Regions from separate parts of the Mus musculus genome. Here regions 1 and 2 are each linked to region 3. Evidence: chromatin contacts called from public HiChIP or PLAC-seq data. All regions are on one chromosome and are shown on one strand. The core of a region is the stretch at or near the end of the contact, and the rest is flanking DNA. Distances in the headings are between cores, read along the strand shown. Region 1 has its middle 35 kb from the start of Erbin. Region 2 has its middle 57 kb from the start of Erbin. Region 3 holds the start of Srek1 (splicing regulatory glutamine/lysine-rich protein 1).

Evidence for each region. HiChIP or PLAC-seq counts read pairs in DNA pulled down with a chosen protein or histone mark.
Region 1: a contact with region 3 is called in an H3K4me3 HiChIP or PLAC-seq map of the 230-238 cell line, with 2.5 times the contacts expected there. The contact joins the enhancer-like site here to the promoter of Srek1 in region 3. A contact is called at or near these places in 2 of 39 promoter capture datasets (the 3T3-L1 cell line and embryonic stem cells), 1 of 484 Hi-C or Micro-C datasets (nephron progenitors), 3 of 115 datasets of contacts at active chromatin or transcription factors (the 230-238 cell line, bone marrow-derived macrophages and embryonic forebrain) and 2 of 9 other capture datasets (adipose tissue and liver).
Region 2: an HNF4G HiChIP or PLAC-seq map of pancreatic cancer cells shows a contact between it and region 3. The contact joins the enhancer-like site here to the promoter of Srek1 in region 3. A contact is called at or near these places in 2 of 39 promoter capture datasets (the 3T3-L1 cell line and stem cell-derived epiblast-like cells), 1 of 484 Hi-C or Micro-C datasets (myocytes), 3 of 115 datasets of contacts at active chromatin or transcription factors (the NIH/3T3 cell line, embryonic forebrain and pancreatic cancer cells) and 2 of 9 other capture datasets (adipose tissue and liver).

What each region holds. Positions count from the first base shown.
Region 1 is chr13:103,953,422-103,958,005 of GRCm38.p6, reverse strand. No RefSeq gene overlaps it. Among named protein-coding and RNA genes, the nearest start is that of Erbin, 35 kb to the right of the region's middle. Within about 2 kb of position 2,170, at least 10 of the 459 cell types and tissues checked have an H3K27ac peak or open chromatin away from gene starts, as enhancers often do. A contact at or near this core is called in the 230-238 cell line, where this site is marked.
Region 2 is chr13:103,975,311-103,980,233 of GRCm38.p6, reverse strand. No RefSeq gene overlaps it. Among named protein-coding and RNA genes, the nearest start is that of Erbin, 57 kb to the right of the region's middle. Within about 2 kb of position 1,798, at least 136 of the 459 cell types and tissues checked have an H3K27ac peak or open chromatin away from gene starts, as enhancers often do. A contact at or near this core is called in the NIH/3T3 cell line, adipose tissue, myocytes and 1 more, where this site is marked.
Region 3 is chr13:103,771,767-103,776,527 of GRCm38.p6, reverse strand. It overlaps Srek1 (splicing regulatory glutamine/lysine-rich protein 1), which reads left to right and starts at 1,920. Exons shown (of 12, transcript NM_001361085.1): 1 at 1,920-2,229. The coding sequence starts at 2,069. Gm52054 (a long non-coding RNA gene) reads right to left here and starts at 1,911. Exons shown (of 4, transcript XR_003950659.1): 1 at 1,492-1,911; 2 at 1-11.

The DNA.
Region 1 (4,584 bases), core at 921-3,420, 180 kb before region 3:
CACATACATACAAACATACTACACACTTAGACACAAACACACCACAATTTCACAGACCTTTGTTAAAGCCAGGACACCTGACTGTAGGATGGGGTCAGTCTAGGCCATGAAAATCAAGGTCCTGATTTCCCCAGTCTGGCCTAGGCCTGAAGGTTTACTTGATAATCCAGTCAAAGTAACCCAAGCTTTATTTGTAACAGCTCTAGCAGCCAGGGAGCCTGTCACTTCTGTGACTTCATTCATCACTCAGTCAGTAGGAAATGAGAGCTTACTGGTTCCAGGCCTCTACCCTGTCTTTTACAAGACCTTTAAGCTATCACCTTACCAGGGATGTTAAAGTAAACAAGACACCCTGTTTGTCAGTAGGGAGCTACCAATCTACTAAGGGTGGCAAAAACAATCAGAAAATCAAAATCCACTGTGTAATAAACTCTAATAGGAGTAAGTATGGGGTGCTGTGGGAATAGAGGGCGACCCCTTACTCAGTCTAGAGTAGACAGTTGCAAGAGAACTGTGGGGTTTGCACTGAGATCCGATACTGCGGGTAGCTGATAACGAGGATCTGGTGATACAGAGAACGCTTGGTCTGTTCCAGATGGTGAGTGTGTCGCAGTATATGCAAAGACCAGGAAATACCAGAGCACACAGAAAGAAACTCATTGTTGCTGCAGCTGTGGTGGGGGAAGGGATACTGGAAGAGGTGAAGCTGTAGAAACAGGTGGACAGAGCAGATCGTGAACGTCTATGGGTTGAGAAATTTGGACTTAATCCTGAAGGCAGTGACCATTATATATTAGCAGGAGAAAGGTGAGCTTGGGTTGTGATTTAGAACAACCATTCTAGCTACTGTGTGTAGACTGGATCTCTGAGGACAGACTGAAGGCAAGGAGGGGATTTTGGACTCTTTTGCTATGATGAAGGTGAGACATTAGAGTAGCTTGGACTGTTAATGGCTGTAGTGATGGAGAGAAATGGCTGGAAATCTGTCTAATTGGCAAAATGTGTAAGACTTGGCATTCAGGTGAAGGGATGTTGAACAGGGGTGGGTCAAAGGCGACAGGTGGTACAGGTAGAAAATTAGGTAGGAAACTGCAGATTAGAGAAGGATGTGAGAAGGAAATTAATACAGGGCCCATGAGGTTCTTCTCGTGTAGCTGATAATATGTCAGCCAGCACTCTGGAAAAGAGTTTGGAAAAAGATGTGGGGGCTTCAATCCACTCATATAGACTTGGTGACTGGAGCCACAAGAACAAATCAAAATCTGCTAAGCTGCAGGAGAAAACAACCCAGAAGTTCCTCAGAGGTGAACTGATTTCTTCAAGAAGATCAACTAAAGAAAAATAGAACTATGCTGTGACTAAGATTTATAAGAGGTCTGGAAAGATGGTTTAGATGCAGTTAAGAGCACTCATTCCTCAATTAGAAGGGCCAAAGGTTGGAACCCAGCACCCATATAACAAGCCAAGTATCCCCTAAAGTCTTGTAATTCCATCTTTGAGGGATCTAACACTCTTTTCTGGCCTCGGTGTATGCACATCTATGTGTACCTGTACAAACATGTATGCATGAACACAGAGGTTTAAAAAAGGAAAAAATAAACAAAGCCTTATAATATTCCATACCTGTAGATCCTTGCAAGTAGAAAGTAGAGGTAGGAAGACAAGACATCTGCAGGCATTCTTGAATCCATAGCAAGTTCCAATCAGCCTAGGTTATGTAAGACTCTATTGAAGAAGAGAAGGAAGAGGAGGAGGAGGAGGAGGAGGAGGAGGAGGAGGAGGAGGAGGAGGAAGAAGAAGAAGGAGGAGGAGGAGAAGGAGGAGAAGGAGGAGAAGGAGAAGAAAAAGAAAAAAGGGGGGGAGAATTATTATTGCTATCAGAATTTAACCCCCCCCAAGATGGCTCAAAATTGAAATAAACAACTAGGAGAAGTGTCTGGTGGTGGAAAAAATCTTTGTGATTACTTGAGGGAATTTATGATCATTTCTGTTTCTTCTAAACCGTTGCAAATGCTGGCTTTCTCTCAAGGTGACACTTTTGTACCTCCCTTTGGCCAGAGTGTAGATACTTTCATCAAAAAGTGAAAAGCTGAAGTTAGCTTTGCTTTCCTGGAAGTGCTGTTTTACAGACGTTTGTTTTAGTTTCTTTATGAGAAGGCACTGTGGTTTGAACAAGTACACTCAGAAAGCCCAGTATTAAAGGCTTGGCCCTGGAGGTGCTATTGGGAGGTAGTAGAACCTTTAGGATGGGGGATCTAGAAAGAGGTTTTTGATCCCAGGAGGCATGGCCTTTACAGGGACTGTGGGACATTGGTGTCTTCTCTTTATTTTACTTCCTGCATGCCTTGAGGTAAGCAGCTTTAGGCACGGCGTGCTGCAGCCATGACATACTGCCTTGTCACAGACTCAAGGGCAATTGGACCAATGACTATGGACTGAAACTAAGAAACAGAGCTTTCCTTCCCTCTCAAGTTTACAGTGGGCTGGGGAGATGGCTCAGCATATAAGAACACTGTCTGCTTTTCCAGGAGACAGAAAGAAGATCTATCCCCAGCAACCGCAGGGAAGTTCACAACTGCTCATAGCTTCAGTTCCAGACACTGTGCATGCAGGTGGTACTCAAACATACATGCAGGCAAAGCATCCATATAGATCAAAAACAAGTATATTTTAAATAAACAATAAAGTAATAATCCAACTTAAAAAATGGGCAAAAGAGTCAGATGACATTTCTGGAAAGAAGATACACAAATCGCATGTGAAGTGCTCAACATCACTAACCATCAGGGAAATGCTAATCAGACTCCAGTGTGCTATCACCTCTCTCCAGTTCGAATGGATGGCCGGAGAGCAGAATTTTCCAATATCAAAGCCAGCTTTACTACTGTGCCCTGAATACAAACATACCCTCAACCAAAGGAAACATCCTAGTGCCTTCCTTCCTGGAATTCAATAAGATAATGTTCACAAGCCAAGCTCTAGTAGCATGTTTTCATAAACTATCCTTTTCTATCATTCCTGTCAGTTCAGTCCCCATTTGTAAAGTATGACAATCTTATTTTTCAACACACAATTAAACACTGTTCCTTTCTCCCGAATGTAATTGATTTCAGCGTTCACTCATTCCAGAGCCTGTGCTAACTTCTGGAGCTACAATCATTAGTTTGTGGCAATGTCACTGTTTGCATAAAGTTGAGGATCTTGAATAGGAACCGGGTAGCAAAACACTGCACAGTGAAGCAGGGGACAATGGGAAGAAGCGCCACCGTGTGCGCGGTGGCACAGGGCATGGTCTCTTGACCTGGGCTGAGAGCTTTGGTGAGGCTCCGGAAGATGCCATACCAGAGACAACAGAATAGATGAGACTTAGCTAGGTGATGCCGGGGCTACAAACTGTTCCAGAAAGGTCATAATGAGTCCCAAGAAAGGAAATGCTGGAGTAGAGAATGGGAGAGCACCCAGAGATGACGATGAGTGGCCAGAAGCTACAGAAAGACTCTGTAAGCCATATAAAGAAGTCTTCCCTTCTCCCTGAAGACATGCAAAGGCCTGATTGGCCATGACGTGACCACATTGCTGGCCCAACTGTGGAGGAGATCCTCTTGGGAAAAAATGAGGAGGGGTGGGTAAGATCGTGTTCTTGGACAAGGCTGTGCTTGTGGTCAGCAGAACAAGGGTGCTGGCTTTCATCTGTCATCCTCATGGGAAACCCAGGCAGGAAAGTGTAAGTTTGAAGTCCACCTTAACTACATAGTGAGACCCTGTCTCACAAAGAAAAAAGAAAAAAAAAAGCATATATCTTTCCCCTGGATGTTGATAAAGTCAAGGGTAAAATGATATCATTTTAATTAAGCAATTATTTAGCAAGACACATGGTATGAAGTTTCCACCAAAAGGTAGTACCAAAAGGTAGGACATGGACATTCTGCCTCCCACTAGAGTGCCTACCTCTTTAAGCTTCCTTTCTAGGCAATTATTACCAGCCATAGGTCCCTGACATGAAGTACGTCCCCATTGATGAATGTTGTCTTGATATGTCATGGGCAGCTGTGAAGCTGCCTTCTCTCAGTCCTTATGGCAGTAAAACACAGGGGCACAGACACAATGAGCTGAATGGTTAGCTTTCTGTCCAAGAAGTGCTTCTGGGAGTGAGAAGCGGCAGCAGCCGGGATGGGATGGTAGAGCTGTTGCTGCTTTAATCTGTTGACTAATGTGACCTCAGCAAGCGCCAGCTTTCTCAGTACTACAGCATACAAGGGGCTCAGCAGCGACTGTGGGTAACAGAAGCCATTAGCTGTCTTTCAGATGTGAATGGCGGCCATTGCCATCTGCCATCTTGTACTAGGGTTGTACACTTCTCTCTCTACAGACAGAATGCCTATTTATGACAATTAGAATTTATTCTCTTTTCTACCTGGTTCTACCTAGTTTAAAAGTTAAAAAGTTCCAAGGTTGTCCTCACACACCTAGAAAGTTTGAGGCCAGCCTGGGAATGAAGCTGTATCAGGAAGGAAGAGGGGAGGAGGGGGAGAAGAGGAAGAGAAAAGAGGAGGGAGGAGAAAGGGCGGGGGGGTGGGGAGGGGG
Region 2 (4,923 bases), core at 549-3,048, 200 kb before region 3:
GTCTTGCTATTTTGTGGGTTCTTTTTTCCCTACCCCTCCTCACCCTAGTTTTACTCCCTATCACCAGATAGGAGAGAAAGGATTGAAGGGGAAGAGAAAGAGGAAGAAGGAGAAGAGGGAAAGCAAGAGCTAGAGAGAGAGAGAGAGATGCGGGGGTGGGGAGAGAGAGAGAGGGAGACAGAGAGAGAGAGAGAGAGAGAGAGAGAGAGAGAGAGAGAGAGAGAGAGAAGAATGTGAATCCCTGAATTTAATTTCTTTTCTCTTGTTCCTTCTTTGAGTATGACTACTAACAAAAAGCAACCAACCGTCCTGCCCCCGAAAGACCAACAATCACCAACCCCACTGGAGGTCCTAGCATTTATTACTCTAAAAAGTTCCCAGAACGCCAAATGTCACACAGTCTTAGAAACTATCTGCAGCTGGCAAAACCACGCCTCTGCTAGAGCACGAGGCAAATCATAGTCAGCTGCTGCAGACAGTCCGAAGCAGCCTCCACATCCTGGGATTAAAATGAGAGCACATTCTTATAATATTTTGTATTTTTTAAAGAAAATAATATTTTTTAGGGAGGGGAGAGTTGGTGATTCATTTTGAAATAGGACCCAGGTCTCTTTTATTCTGTAGGACATCCATTTGAAAAACATAGGATTTCCTAACATCAAATAGAGAATTAATTTCTTCTAGAGAATTTACAATTCATATTTGGCTCAAATAAATTTGAAGTGGAATAGTTACTCACTCTTAACAGGCCTTCAGATGTGATGAGAAAAGAGGTGGTGGTGGGGGCAGGGGTGTCAAGCATGACACTGTTCATTCAGTAATTAAAGAACTCTTTTTTGTTTTTTTTTCTCCCCAGTTTATTCCATGGTCTTAGTCCTAAGTCAGTATTTCACTTAGTTTTCAATTCGTTTGTTTTTAGATGATTTATTTTGATTTTATGTGCATTGGTGTTTTGCCTGCCTGTATGTCTGTGTGAGAGTGTCAGATCCCCTGGAACTGAAATTACAGACAGTTGTGAGCTACAATATGGGTGCTGGGAATCAAACCCAGGTCTTCTGGAAGAGCAGCCAGTGCTCTTAACTGCTGAGCCATATCTCCAGTCCCTAGTTTCCAATTCTTAGAAATAAACCTCTTGAAGTATTAAGAGCTGAGTCCTTCTTTCATTAGACCCTTAGCATCTTTGCAAGTAGATGCTGAGAAACTTGTGGTCTCTGTGTAAACTGACATTTGCAGCTCTACAAGACTGAATTTTGAGCCACAAAATGGTATAAGCTTAAATAGTAAATATATTATGCTACCAAGATTTTCCTTTTGAAGACAGTTTTGCTATGTAGCTCAGGCTGGCCTTGAACTTGTGATCCTCCTGCTTCAGGCTCCCTAGTGCTGGGGCTATAGGCATGCATCACTAAGAAGGCCAGTTGTTCCCGAGGCAGAGCCAGGAGTCTGCTGCAACCAGTCTGGACAGGCTGGTGAAAGCTGATTAGTAAACCTTCAGGAATGTTGTGAGCACACTGAAGGCTTTGCTAACTTGACATCAGCCACGGTGGCAGTATTACAGACATGAGAGCCATGCTGTAAATCAGGCTCTTCACCCCCTCCCCTCAGCCCCAAAGTCTTCCCATCCCTCAACCCAAAGATCAGCAGCTTGTGTCTCCTCGTGCCTGGAAAGTGGCAGCCCTAGCAGCCTTCCTCCTCCATTCAGGCGTGTGTGAGACCAGGGATACCAGTGTTCAGAGCTCAGCTTTCATCTCTGAAGGTCAGAAGTTCTCTTTAGGGTGTCAGCTGCTGCTTGGCAAAGGCAGGTTGATATGGAACATTAGAATACCCTAAGGTCTGAGGCAAGGAGTGACTCACTGTCCCAGTCAGCAGGGGACACTCATTTCTCCACATGACAGGATTTTCCTTCCGGTATCAACAATCACAGGGACTATGTTTGAAGGTTTTGTTGTTACCAGACAGTAGGAGGAGGAGGAGTGTGAGGAAAAGAAAAGAAGGGAGCGAGGAAGAGCAAGAGGCTGAGAAATCAGGGCTCAGACCCTTGAGATACCTGAAGAATGTCCTCCACTAGAAAGAGGTCATTCATTACTTGCTTAATGCGTTGTAGAAATCCTGCCTTCCCTGCATGCCAGCCAGGCCAGACCTGTTCTAACTGGTAGATTTCATCTTGCAGAGAATGTTCTGAAAAGCGTGTTTGTTTATTCCATTCGTTTGCCAGAGACTTACAGGGCCTCTGCTTGGTTCGCCTGGATCTAGAATGATGGCTGACTCAGCCTGAGTCATCCAGTTCTTTCACCTTTGTAGGTCAAGTCACAGAAGTGAAATTGAACCCTGGAAAACAATCCAGGTAGCTCTTTCTTCACAGTATCCGTATAAAGTGCTGAGGTTGAACCCAGGGAGATGTGCCCTACCAGAATTCTGCCAAGCCTGAATTCATTCCTGAAAATTTCAAGGAAGAATGGCGTCTTTCTCCGGTATGTAGATGTGGAATTTGGGACCTTTAAAGTGGATAGATACCCCAAACAAATTCTCATTTGTAGCTCATAAAATAATCCCCCTTGGGGCTTTTTAATATCTTACTACTCAGGCCATACCACAGACCAACAGAACAAAAACTGAGATGTGCAACTCAGACATTGGCTGGTTTTAAAAGTTCTCTGGCCGATGTATTTTTTTTTTTTTTTTTGCACTGGTATTTGAGACCCACCGACAAAAAGCAGGACTCCTAGTTTTCTTCCCAGTGTGATTTATTTTATGTTTAGTCACTGTCCCAAATATATTACAATTCTTTCCTTAGTGTCTGTTCCCCCAGTTGTTTCTTCTAGGACTTTAAATAGACAGTGAATCACACATTCAAAACAATAATTCGATTGAAGTAAGCTAACTGACTGACACACCACAGCTAGGATCTTGTTACAACCTTGTTCAATTAAAAAAAAAAATCCCTGTTGATCAGATGGAATACTGGTGAATATACAGAAGGGGGAAAAATCTAAGCATCTTCTTGAAGATAACTTCTTGAAGATAACTTGATAAAAAAAAAAACTTTTTAGAGAGCAATTTGAAGGCATACATTAAGTTTTAATATCCATGTTTTCATGTATCCATCATCTCTACTTTCAATAATTCAGATTAAAAATAACTGGATGGGTTACAAAAATATATATATTATATTAATATCAATATTTTTCTAGATTTTAAATACCTTAACCATGGGGGCCTTGACATGCCTGAAGCTCTCAGAAACTTCCAAATTACATGCTGACACACAGAAGTATCTTCCCCAATGAGTTACTGCCAAGCAAAGGGTCAACTATAATTATATTCATGTTAAACAGTAGCTCCATATTTTTATCCATTAAAAATGTTGTACCCAAACCAACAGTGGTTATACTAAGGAACAAAATAATGGTTCGACAGAGGGGGAAATGTTCCTTCTATAGTTGGGTATTTCAGCTTCCGAATGTACACATCTCAATAACAACACACACAACTTAAATTTGTTAAATTACCTCTTGTCACTTTCTATACAGCAATGTCTAAATTCTTTAGCATTACACCTAATACATGCAGCAATTTGTCCCCAAACGACTTCTGGCCAGGCTTTCAGAAATGTTTGTTATGGTGTTGGGTTTCAACCTCAGCTTCCTTGGTACACTCACCGGAACCCAACTGTTCTCACCCACAGTTGCTGTCCTGTGTTCCACCTGTGGGAATGCCCTTCCTGCCATGACCCCTGCACTTCAGGAAGTACAACTGACTGGCAGCTTCCCTGGGCACTCCACTCTCCCTGAAGGACATTGACATCTTGTAATATCCAATAGGCCAGATAAGACCATCAAAGAATTGAATGACTGCCTTGATGTAAAGTCCAAGGTCCAGTCAAGTTTAGTGTTCTCCTTTATAGTGAGACACCGCCTATCACCCTGGGCCACTGTGAGGACTGAATGAGGTAATTATGAAAAGCGATAGCTCAATGGCAGGCTCACAGTTCACAGGGGATGCTATTATGACAGTATTTTTTTTCCTTTTCCCAGAAATAATTTTTATATCATTTTTATTAACTTTTTATGGAATTATATATGTACAAAGAATATTCTAATTAGTATAATTCCTTTATCTTTTTTATTAGATGTTTTCTTCATTTACATTTTAAATGCTATCCCCTTTCCTAGTTTCCTTTCCAAAAATCCCCTATACTCTTCCCCCTCCCCCTGCTCCCAACCCTGTGTTCTATTCAATAGACGACTGTGAGCATCCACTTCTGTATTTGCCAGGCACTGGCATAGCCTCAGGAGACAGCTTTTATCAGGGTCCTGAATGACAGTGCTTTTATAATTTATTAAGTCAACTCTCTCTCTCTCTCTCTCTCTCTATATATATATATATATATACATACATATATATACACACACACACACACATATACATATATTCCATATATTTTAGTGTTCTTTCCCCAACTCTGTGCAAAGGGGGCTAACACTTGTTCTTTGTGGCAATGAAATTATGAATTACACATACTAGTAACCTTCAAAGGAATAACAAATAACTCAGTTTGGATGTTATGAATCCTAGATGGTAAGAATGAAACAGTAACGTAGAATTAAAATGTGAAAACACCTGCTGATATAAAATTTATACGAAGAGAACAGTGTTATTTCTTTAGTAAAATCACAGAAAATGGTCTCAGTCATCCCTAGACCTCTGTTTGCACAAATATGGTTGATACTTACAAGACGATAGAGCAGAAGTAGTAAGTTAATTACAGAAAACACCAGATGAATTTGCTTTAATATCTCTTCGGCAGATAGTGGTTTATTTTTGCAGCCGGCTCCATGTATTCTGGAGTGCCGACAAGTGGGATTCTGTACGCTCCCACCCCAGTGTTTCCTCTGCAGTCCACAGCATATGGACTCTGTCTGC
Region 3 (4,761 bases), core at 671-3,170:
AGCCTGAAACCCTGTTTAAAAAAAAGAAAAACCAAATGAGCAAACAAACAAATAAATAATACATTTAATAATACATACACTTTTAATTCCTCGGGACTTGGGAGAAAAGTGGATCTCTATGAATTCAAGGCCAGTCTGATACACATAGTAACTCCTAGGTCAATAAAGGCTACATAGTGAGAATCTGTCTCACAAAGCACAAAATATGAGAAAGATACATTGTACGTTTAATGTTGTACTCCTTTACAAGGGAGTTAGTTTAAAGTTACATTTAGTGTAGTGTGAGTGGGTAGAGATTAAGAATATAAACAACAGAAACTCAGAGTTTACAAACGTTGCCTTGCTTCCCAATCAGGTGCCAGCCCTTTAACCTACCATTATATTCACCCATCCATCCATCATCCATCTGTCCATCCATTGATCTCCCCAGTGCTGAGATTACAGGTTTATGCCAGTTTCGGGTCTAATGTCTCAACACTGGGCTTTCAAGTAAGCAAGGCAAACATTTACCAATGTAACTACACCCTCATTTCTACTGTTGCTTTAAGACCATCAGAACAAAGGTGAAAAGAGCAACAAAGTCTTTTTGTTTTTGTTTTTCTTCTTTTGTTTTTTTGAGACAGGGTTTCTCTGTGTAGCCCTGGCTGTCCTGAAACTCACTCTGTAGACCAGGCTGGCCTCGAACTCAGAAATCCACCTGCCTCTGCCTCCCAAGTGCTGGGATCAAAGGCTTGCACCACCACCGCCCTGTGGCAACAAAGTCTTAATAATTAGTACATGTGTTGGGGTCTCCCTCCCCCAGCATAGCTGTAGCCATTTCGTTCCATGTCTGCTAGCTACTTCATATGTTGCTGTAGTGTGCCTGCCAGTCATTGACACAGAAAAATAACTTGACTCAGAACAGAGTCATGCTGATCACATACCCTGTTCTGTTCTGTGTGTTATGAGGTTTGTTAATCTTAAGAAATTCCACAACTGTAGGCTTCATGTAGGACCCATCAAATTAAAGGTCAATATAAACTGTCACGTCTAAAATGGCTTGAGTGAGGGCTGACTACCAGGCAGCCCTTCCAGCACCTGCATTGGAGCCCACTGTGGTTTGAGCGGTTTTAACCTTTAGAAGATGGCCATTAAGAAATATCCAGCGCTCAGCTTTTTGAGCTGTTGCCCTGGTCCATCAGGCTTGTGGTGTGAGTTATATAAACCATCCCTGTTTAACTGAGTTTGATGTTTGTGTGCTTTGTAGAGCAACTCCAGGACCCCAATAAGTTTTTATATTGTGGGCCCACAGGAATGGACTTGAACCATGAACTTTGGATATAGCTGCTCTGGTTGAAAATGATTGCGCAGTATTAAGGTGCAAGTTGCATGTAGACAGTTTGTGTCTTTTACCTGCCTTTGTCTAAAAGTATAGATATTAGGGCCCGCTAGTAAATAAATTGCATGTTATAAATTGACAGCAAAGCCTTTCATTCACTCATTTACCCTAACCTCCATAATTGGTGTGAAAATTTCCAAGAATTCTCATAATCAGGGTGCCTGCCAATTTTGAAAATAGGTTAAGCGGGGTTGCAGCCTGTATTTAATAATGAAGCTATTGTTTGGTCAGGTATTAATGTATAATGTCCAGATGTCATTGTCCCTTTACCACTGCAGCCCAGGCCTCTGGGTTCCTCCGCCTGATGTGGAGAAAGAGCCGAGCTGCTTAACTGACAGAAGCATCGAGAAGTGATGGAGTTTGTAGGCACAACCTCCGCAACCCTCACTGCAGCAGCAGGTAAACCTCTCTGAAGACCTAGTGACGCCTAGCAACAGTCCCGGCGACCTGACCCCAGGGCTGCGGCCGCCAGGACCCGCGGGGAGCCGCCGCGTTGCCAGGGCGACGCTTCCGGCCGGCGCGCGCAGCCCCCGGAGCAGGAGAGTTGCGCGATGGGCGGCTAGACGTGCCCGGGCGCGGAGGATTAGCTCTCGGGAGCGCGCTCGCGGCCGCGCGCCTCTGCTTCCCAGGCTCCGTCGCTGACGCGTCGTGGACGTTGGGGAGCGGGAAGGCAGCAGCAGCGAGGCCGGGATGAACAGCGGCGGCGGCTTCGGCTTGGGCTTAGGCTTCGGCCTCTTCCCTACGACGGTGATTCAGGTGACGAACCTCTCGTCGGCGGTGACCAGCGAGCAGATGAGGACGCTCTTTTCCTTCCTAGGAGAAATCGAGGAGCTACGGCTCTACCCCCCAGAGTGAGTGCTGGAGCCCGGCGGGGGGAGGGGCGCGCCGCCATCCAGACCTCGGGCGCCGAGGGAGGCACGGGGCGAGCGCGGGCGTCACGTGACGGCGCGCTTCCCTAGGCGGCCATGTTTGATGAGGGCACCCGGCCGGCCGCGGGGCCTCTCCGCGGTGAGGTTTTGTTAATTGAGCTCCACGCGGGGTTCCTGCAGAGGACTTAGGGGTGCCTTCCTCTCTCGAGCCTCCGGGACTGTGGTTGATGCCCGGCCTTCGAGTTGGGTGCCCCGGGCCTTTGGTTTCCCCCGAACTTAAGATGGCCGCAGGTGGGCCGGCGACAGTCCTCATGGCAAATGCCTATAACGTTTCTTTTTTTTTTTTTTTTTTTTGCACTGGGAGAATCGTGGAGAACGCCAGCAACGCCAACGCCCGGACCTCTAGGTCTTAATGTCAGGCTGCTAGCGCTGCTGAGGGAGCGAGCGGATGACAACATGGAATCGGGGCTGTTTTTGTTCTCCGGGGTGATCTTAGACATTTACCATCGTTTTGGTTTTTCTAACCGAGCCCATATTCACGATCTTAAAGATCACGTCAATCTCTCCTTTTGGCAACAGCCTGAATTTTCCTTCTCCAAGAAGGTCACGCTGGCTCAGACGTTTCAAAAAGTATAAATCGGTGCAGAATTATCACTACTGTGTACATGTGTTTAAAATCCAGCGCTCGCTTCTTAGGCAGTGTACTTGAAGTGGTAAATTTCCCTTATGCAGTATTCACTAATCGGATAACTTGTAATGGTTTTACCGTTCGTAACATTCTCACACTCATAAACTTTAAGAAAATACTAAGGGCCACGGTATTTTGTTCTTTATGCTAAAATTATTTGAAGGAAAAGTTGTCCACGATTTTTTTGGGAAAAGATTTTGGCTTATTTCATAGTCATGCACACAGAACAATATATCTCTCTACTCTCTGTAAGTAGCAGAATGGCTACAAATTGATTTCTTACGGATGTGACTATTTAATGTTATGCATTCAAAAAAGTTGAAATAAAACAGTGACTGCCTATCAGTATTCTTTTCACTTGGTGCAGGTGATTATTAAATTTTCATTTATTCTAGCTGGGCGCGTTGCCAGGCGCCTTAATCCCAGCACTCTAGAAGGCAGAGCCAGGGATCTCTTGAGTTCAAGCCCACCCTGGTGGCCAGTGCTTTCTGGGTGAGAGAAACTGTCTCAAAAAACAAAACAAAAGATAAGAAAAGAGGAAGATATTCAATGTTTTAATAGTGCTCCCCTCCCCCTTTTATCTTGTATGTGTTCGGAGAATACCATGATACTTGGTTATCTCCAGTCTAGAAAAGGCCCCTTCCTCACTTAAGAATCTAATGATGTTGACATTTTGTGATGCAGGTTAGAAGAATGACAGATAGTCTGAGATTCAAGCACAATATGTTTTCGACAAGAATCCTGCATAAGTGCATGAACATAAGGTCTGCTGTAACCATGGCACTAACATTTGTAGTATCTCTTAACATTTAAAGATGCTTTCAGCCATCAGCTTACGTTCTCGGGTTCGTAGGAGGGAGGGCTGTATCAAGCCAGTCAGTAAAATGTTCTGCCCATGAACTCTTGTAAATTAACTTTGGGGCATTAGAGGGTCTGAAGAAATATATTAGAGAATGTTCTTCACTCCCAATGGAATGCCGTTTGAATGAGGGTAACACACTGCCGGGTATTAACTGGCATTTGGGAAGGTGCATCTTAAAGAGCCTCCCTTGTCTTCTTCAGGGATGGTCTTGAATAAACCCAATTTCCTCCCTGCATGAAAAAAAAATTATTATTTGGGGTTTAAGGATCAAAGGGGTTAAAAAGCTCTGTTGTTTAAAATAGTATGTCACAATTATTCCTTTGGCAATAATTGTTGCCAGACAAAAACTCAACTCTTCCCTAGTTTTCCTAAGTTTAGGAGTAGAGCCTCACTCTGATTTTGTAGTGATAAACTTTATTAGCAGGTTTTCCTCTCCGTAGTGCAGTTATGCTAGCTGGTCCTTAAAGATATACTTGTAGTTTGGGGCTGAAGTATATATAAAAATTCAGTCAGTAGTACTTTTGTCAAAGATAATGATAGTTGTTTTAATTATCATATAAACATTGCTTTGTGATTACTTTTTAGAAGTCGAACAGTTGTTTGATTTAAAATTAGAGATACATTTCTTTAGTGAAATGTGAAAATAGGTCCCATCAGGTATCTTCCTTTTTTGCTCTTCACTTTATTTTTTGAGCGTCTTTCTCTGATCTGAAGTGCCAGCAGACCGGCTTAGCACTCACTGGGGATCTACCTGGAGTGCTGGTGTCTCAGCCACATACTATACCCTGCTTTTATGTGAGTGCCAGGATCCTACAGATCAGGGAGGGGGGGGGTTCATTTTAATTTTTAAACATTAAACATTAATGTAAACTGGCCAGTAATATGGGTCCAGGCTGATAACACGAGTTCAGTCCTAGAACCCACTGTGAAAGCAGAATTCAGTTGCTGAAAGTTGTCTTCTGAC